2 separate regions of the Mus musculus genome follow, and region 2 is linked to region 1. The links are chromatin contacts, called in public Hi-C maps. All regions are on one chromosome and are shown on one strand. Each heading gives the region's core, a stretch centred on a gene start, on an enhancer-like site or on the middle of the called end of the contact. The rest is flanking DNA. Distances are from core to core; before and after follow the strand shown.

Region 1 (3,677 bases), core at 570-3,069:
CAGTTAAGTTAGTATGAGTTAGTATGGGGATGTGGAGGAGTCCTAATTCTCATGACCATGCCCTCATGTAAAGGCTGTGTGAACATGGACAGGAGGGAGAAGGCCTCGTGGGCCGGATGTGAGGATACCAGTGACATAGCTACCAGACAGGATGCCAACCCAGCAATTGCCAGCTGCTGCTGGAAGGGGCAAGGCAGGGAACAAATGCTCCTCAGAGGCCCCAACAGGAACCAACCCTGCTGATCCTCAATTTCCGTCTTCTAGCTCCTGAATTTGATAGCAAGAATTTTTAGGTTGGAGATGTAACTCAGATGGAACAGTATCTAGCATGTGCAAAGCCCTGTGGCCAGTACCTCGTGAAGCAGGGGTGGTGGCACATGCCTGGAATTCCAGAAGTTTTGGAAGTAGGAGCTAGAAGACCAGAAGTTCAGTGTCATCCGACTATTCACAGAGAGTTGGAACCAACATGGGCTAGAAATGGTGTTTTGGAAAAAAAATATTTTTTTTTAATTAAAATTTTCTTTTGGTTGTGTCAGGCAGTGGTGGTGAATGCCTTTAATCTCAAAATTCAGGAGACCTAGGCAGGTAGATCTCTGAGTTCAAGGCCAGCGTGGTCTGCAGAGTGAGTTCCAGGACAGCCAGGGCCACACAGAGAAACCCTGTATCTGAAAAATCTGGCTTAAGTTGCCCAGTTGGTGAACCTAGAAAGCATATATAGCACTATAGAATTCAGCCTCAATTGGTTTATAAATAATACACCACCACTTTCCAGTCCATTCTGCAGTTAAAGTTGTTAGCTTGATGTTATGATCAGAGCTGTTAGGAATACTGCATCTGTGAACACTCTTGTCTCTGTACCCTGTACCCAGGGGCCTGCTTTCCCTGGTAACACATCCCAAGAACCCTGGTGATGAGACACACTTAGGAGGAGGAAGAGGGTGATGATGCACCGGTCAGAACCTCTGGAGACACTCCCTCAGACCTGTCAGCTCTGCTCTGTCTCTTGTCTTGGTTCTCCTGCAAACTTCCAGCCCTCCCCAGCTGTGACCCTGGCCGCAGCCATCACTTGCAGGCTGCAGACATCTCCTACTGACCTGCCTCCACCTCCACCCAGGAACTCAATTGTGTTTGAGGTTCAGTGCCTCTGTGGAGAAACTCAGACAAAGCATTTCAACCCCAAAGTCCCTAACAATGGCTCCTTCTTACAAGAGGAGATCTCTTAAGTCTCACCCACATATCAAGAAGTTCATTGATTTTAGAGCATGGCTACCCTTAAGGACAGTGAGATGCCAAGAGCAGAAAGACCAGACAACATGGGGTGAGAGAGGCCAGTGCCTTCCCAGTAAACGCTGGAGTACCAGCGCACTGGCTGCAGCAGCATCTCCCAGAGGCCAAGTCACAAGGGGAAAATAAAAGGAATGTCTGTCAGCCTCTAAAGGGGCTCATTCCTGAAAATGAGTCACTTCCTCAACTCCCAGGTCGTGGCTGCGATTGTTTATCCCATGGAGCTCTGAGGCCACCTCACAGGGGGCTGGGCCACCCTGGTTCTGAGTTCTGAGCATAACATCCACTTGTTATGATTCTGTGTTCCATCGGACTCCAGCTTCGTAACATTTGTATTGGTCTGTACAACCTGTTCTGAGAAACTATGAAAATAGTAATATTGCAGTAAATAAAGTTATTTTTCTCTTTTCCTTTTAGGGAACTCCTGCTGCTTTGAATTTAAAATCCTATGACAAATCTGTGGTTAACCCCACCCATTGGTACTCCAAAGCCCCGAATTGATTTTTTTTCCCCCTGTGATGACTTCATCATTCAATACTCACTCTCTGTTGGCTAAGACCCTCCCACAAAGAAGTTCTGAGAAGATCGTGGGGGTGGGGAAGGGTGGTGGCTCAGAGTCACAATGCTTCAGCTGTCGTTACTGTGAAGTTTGACAAAGGATTCTGCACTTGGAACAGTTTCCACTGCCTTGTTTTCCAGTGTTTGACAACAGTAAACACACCTGCAGGGACGTCTCGGGGAGACAGCTTTCAGAGCGGGCTTGGTCAGGGAAGCATTACTGTAATGAGTAATGCAGAAAATTGAATTTACTGAGAAACAAGGGGAGATGATGAAGCTGTGTGTACAAGGCTGTCACCTCTGTGTTTAGTAGCACCTGTGCTGGGCAAGAAGGAGGGAAGAACAAGGAACCTAGGAAGATGTGAACTCAAAAAACAAACTAAAACCCACGAGTACCAACCTTCAACTCTAATCTGTCTCCCTTCGTTTCAGGGTCCACCACATGGGTGACTTACAAACTGGACTTTTCACCACGGCTACACAGACACCCAATCAGTACACAGAGAAGCTACCTGAGCAAAGAGAAAAGAATAAAAATGATATGGGTCAAGATGCTGCTCTACACCAACAGGGTGGTTTGGTACCAGCAGGTTATTGCGGTGTGATGAGCCAAACGGAAATCCAGTAACTTAAACTACAGTCATTTTTGTTTTGACTATGAGCACAGGTTGACATCAACTGGGTCTCTGCTTTAAGCTAAGAATCCAGCTTAGCTCTTCACAGACATGTGGCAAACATGTGTGTTTATTATAGGTAGAGGGCAGCAGCTATTTAGATTAAGCTCGTCTCATGATGGAGGAGGGACAAGAGGAGCGAGTAGAACCAGCTTTATCCCTTTAAGATCTAGGCTCCTCTCAGCCATCTCGTCAATTGTTCTATATCCCACTGGCCAAAGATCAAGTCTAGATTAGAACATACAAATAAATACACACAGGAACTGTAGATAGCAGAACATCTGGACAGAGCCTGTGGGATCAATAATTCACAATACTTTGATTATTAAAAAGCAAACAATCATCCTCAGATTCTTTCACATTTATTTCTGGGTCTTAGCGCATGCATAGAGGAGAATGGCTGCTCACATCAGAGGGCTGTGCGGACGGTGTTCAGAAGAGAGTTTTGGGCAATCTTGTCTGCTCTTCATTTTATGTTTCTAAGGCAATTCTACCCATACTATCCATCTTAAATTCCTTTGACCACCTACTGAGGCCCACTTGCTGGCATTGTCTATATGTTGCAGTCCTTTCCAGTTCCTAACCAGCTACACAGACCTTGCCATCTGTGCCTTGAACATGTGTTTGTATACCTAAAGCCTGACCTGTGGGGAAGTGTGCCCTTCCTGAGTCCCTTCTGCCTTCCATTACTAAGCAAACATCTCACTCATTTTATCTCCATACAAAAAGCCTGGACCGTGATTCTTATAGACTTTAGGGACAGGCTGCACCTCTAGAGAGAAAATCGCACTAAATCCTGCTGACTGAGGTATACCAGAAGTCCATGGTTTGAATTCCCTAATTTCTAAGTATCTGCCTTCCGGGTCTTCTTGTTTATTCGTTAAGCTAATGTGCCATTTGTTTAAAAACATGTTTTGTTCCCATAGTAGGGGGAAGTCATCTATATTTAATCTCTTGGGTAAGCTTTGTGCATTGTTTTTCCTCAGGAAAAAAAAATAAAAACTCCAAAAATTTCTTGGAACAGACTTGACATTGGTTGGCTGAGTTTTCCTGAACGCTCTCCAAAGAACCCTTTACTTCCAGAGGGCTTAAGTCAACAACAGCATCAAATCCAAACCAAACCCCATCACTAGTCTCCACGCCACTACAAGCCCCATGGGA
Region 2 (3,677 bases), core at 798-3,297, 260 kb before region 1:
CATACGTCCATTGCTGGAGTCATGAATTATAAAACACCAGTCCCGTCTGGGAGAAGCTTAGCCTCAGAAGAAATACAGTTATTTCATATAGAACATGAAAAACAACGCGAGTGCAGGGAGGGGAAGACAGTACTATGAGCACACAGAACTTTCAAAAGAGGCTGAGAGGATAGAAGAGACACCAAATCCAAACTGCGCCTTAAGGTTGGAAGGAGGGGAGCAAATAGCTTACCAGAGAACCACAATGAGGTTTTTAGGTGAAGGATAGGAAATGATGCCATAGAGGTGCACAGAGGCAACACTGAAGAGAACAGCACAGTACATAGGGTCAGCTAAACAGCGACTACAGTATACCAACTTAGCCATAACAATATGGATGAGACAGTGCAATAAACAGTAGGCTGAGCATCAGGAACCTCAGGAAAGACAATGACAGCATCTGATAAGATGAGGGGATGAGCAATTGACAGGAACTAGAGGCTGAGGTCAGCTAAAATGATTAACAAATTCTAATTCCATGTAGCTTCAACTCTACACCAGGCATGGTGGTGCATGCCTTTAATCCCAGCACTTGGGAGGCAGAAGTAGATCGGTCTCTGTGAGTTTATAGCCAGTTTGATTTACACAGTGAGATCCAGGCTAGCCAGGGTATACACAGTGTGACCCTGCCTCTAAAACCAAGATAAGACCGCAACCTTCACCAATAAAACCCCTCTCTGCTTTGGTTTTCAGTCCTTCACTTGTAAAACAGCAATGCTTTAACAACGCCTAGCTATGGGGTAGTTGTGAGAACTAGAAGAGGAAGAGGATACCACTTTATACAATACGAAGTAAAGCTCTTGAAAATAAGGCCTGCCACTGTCTCCATCACATAGCCACAGAGATTGTTCTAAGGAGAGTAAAAGGACTATCTTGCAGCAGATGCAAATCTTAGGAGACTGAGCTAAGACTGAGCCTGGAATACTCTGTGATATGTATGCAGCAGGCACCTCAGAAAGAAAATCTCTCTTATGGGAAGACAGGAATCAACTGCCAAGAAAGGGCTGTGTATGACAGAGCCTGAACAGCTTCAATGTCCCACTGCCGGAAGAAGGTGCCTTTTGTTTGTCTTTAACATGCTCTTCCCATGGCTCTGAAAATATTCCATATTTTACTATGCTGGACATGGTTCTTGCTTTAGAAAATGTCTTTTTATAGTACTCTTCTTATAATCAAAGAGCGAGGAACCCACTTACAAAAAAAGGAATACATAAGACTTATTCTTAATGGGTTGCAACCTACAATATTAAATGCAAATTAATTTAATAGCAATGAAGGCATCATATCAAACTGGGTACATAAAATGCCAAAACAAACAAACAAACAAAAAAGGAGCATAGATCATAATGAGAGATATAAGTCTAGGGTGAGGTTAGAGCATGGAATCGTCACCCTTCTAACAGAGTAGGCATCTGAATAATGATGCCAATACCAAAGCCACATTTAAAAGGAAAATTCAAATTAAAAAATGAAAAGATAGCAGCTAGAAGACATTGTATACTAGATTAATTTCATTATTAAAATACAGAACAAACCCTACTAAATCGATTTCCACTTTTGAGTATCCATTCCATCTGATATCCTTGTGTGATTCTACAGTCAGAAAAGAACTAACTTCATCGATGACACACACGGACAGCTTCCCTAAGAACGAGCTTCTGACTTTCAAAGCAAAGCAAGCCTCATTTCAATTTTGTCACTGTGTCCTATGGGGGAGGGGGAGGGGAGATGAACTACATTTAGAAGAAGCATGAATACAGAGCTGACCCATACTCCAATGCACATGAACCCAGTGTGGAAGTGATGATGGAATATGGCACAGTCTATGTAAACCTGAGAGTTATAATTTATCTGCTTTAATATTTTAGTGACTCTGATTAGATGCCTTTTGGCTTCTACAGTTCTCATGAATTAAATTAGCTTGTGCTGTAAAGTAATGCAGACCTTATTGATTCCAGAGACTCTGAGTCACCAAGGGAAGAAGTCCAAAAAGGCTACTTCCACTGAACTCCAAGTCAGAGGCTTGAAAGCTACAGAGATAAAGACATTAGCTGTAGACTTATGAAACATCCCAGGCTGCTTTCATTTGATTAGGGATTTGCTACAGGCTGTTCATGACAAATAGAACAAGGACATTTACAGTTTTTAAGTGTCCAAGACAGACCCAGAAAACAGATTATCTATTAATAATTCTAAATCAGAAGCTACAAAGTATGTGTTCATTAGCAAAAGCATATTTCTGTAGTATAAAAAAGGAGGAGAAGGCGAAAGAAGAGAAGGGGAGGAATGGGAGGAGGTATAAAAAGAAAAACCCACAGTGTGAAAGAGCTACAATGGAGAAAGCCAACATCCTTACTGATTACTGGATACAGAAGTCTGTTTAGGTTTGAAACAGTGGTCACCAAAACTACTTGTCTTAGGTGAGTTTTTTTCAAACTATTTTAAAGACCACTAACATTTAGTAAAACATTTATAGAAAATCAGCCAGGAGGAAGGGCAAATGTCTTCAACACAGAAAAGTTCCTAAGCATTTTGATACAGTTACCAACCCACAACAGTATGCTATATTCTGGAATATATCCCTGTGATGCGAAAGTACATTGATGCTCAAGTGACAATATGCTCACTCTACTGACTTTTATGTTTTTTTAATGATGACTGACTTATGCTAAGTTTTGCCTAATCATAGCACATGATTCAGATGACACCCAGAGGCCCACCGGCCACTTGGTCTATTCTCAGCAGGAACCACTACAGTGTGCAAGTATGTGGTGAAGAGATGGGAGAGGAAGAAAGAGAGGAAGAAAGAGAGAAAGAAATAGAGAAAGCTGAATGGTTTGAGCACTATGAGGAGAGCATTTCACTGGAGATGTGAAGGTGGTTGGTGATGAACAGCCTAAGGTGAGTAGCCTGCACTACCAGCAGAGGCCGTGATGAAGTCTCATAATCACAAACCTTGAAAAAACCTTATTTAGGTATAGGTATAACAATACATACTTTGACCCAGGAGACAATAAATTGTGTTGGGCCTGCTTTAGAATCTTAAAATTTAAATTTTAAAACTCAGAAGAAAAGGATAAGCTAGCCATAAAATTTATTCCATTAATTTGCATAAGTATAACCCTTATCTACTGTTTAAAGTAAGCAGCATATAAGCAAAAATGCCAGTTCATTACTGATAGGTTTACAGTCTTTCTCACAGGAAAAGAGGCTTTAAGAAGCCTTTCCCCAACGACTCACAAGACAACAGCCAAGTGTACAACAAACACATTTGGCATTTTTAGAATTATAATAAAAGCAAGAACTGTACAGCTTCTTTTTCCTTTTTAAATGACTTAATTTATATTTATGTGTTTGTCTCTGTGTGTACATGTACATGCATGCAGGCACCCATAGGCTAGAGAAAGATGTCAGAGTCTGTTGGATCTACAGTTACAGGCAGTGGTGAATTGCTGGCAACAGAAATCCAGTCTTCTGAAAGGGTAGCCAATGCTCGTAACTGCTGAGCCATCACTGCAGTCCCCCAGATACACACAATTTCTAAGTTGCAATAAAGATAATTTTATATGATCAATTAAGGTACAGACTTTGTTATGTTTACCAAAGAAAAACAATAGTTTCCAAGAGAGAATACATCA

Evidence for each region. Hi-C and Micro-C count contacts between places; a contact is called where the count stands out from the background.
Region 2: a contact with region 1 is called in a Hi-C map of the N1E-115 cell line, with 3 times the contacts expected there. The contact joins two enhancer-like sites. A contact is called at or near these places in 2 of 484 Hi-C or Micro-C datasets (CD4 T cells and the N1E-115 cell line).

The regions. Positions count from the first base shown.
Region 1 is chr14:31,961,538-31,965,214 of GRCm38.p6, reverse strand. No RefSeq gene overlaps it. Among named protein-coding and RNA genes, the nearest start is that of Gm41125, 20 kb to the right of the region's middle. Within about 2 kb of position 1,819, at least 108 of the 459 cell types and tissues checked have an H3K27ac peak or open chromatin away from gene starts, as enhancers often do. A contact at or near this core is called in the N1E-115 cell line, where this site is marked.
Region 2 is chr14:32,225,146-32,228,822 of GRCm38.p6, reverse strand. The region is part of intron 7 of Parg (poly (ADP-ribose) glycohydrolase); the gene reads right to left. Among named protein-coding and RNA genes, the nearest start is that of Parg, 25 kb to the right of the region's middle. Within about 2 kb of position 2,047, at least 6 of the 459 cell types and tissues checked have an H3K27ac peak or open chromatin away from gene starts, as enhancers often do. A contact at or near this core is called in the N1E-115 cell line, where this site is marked.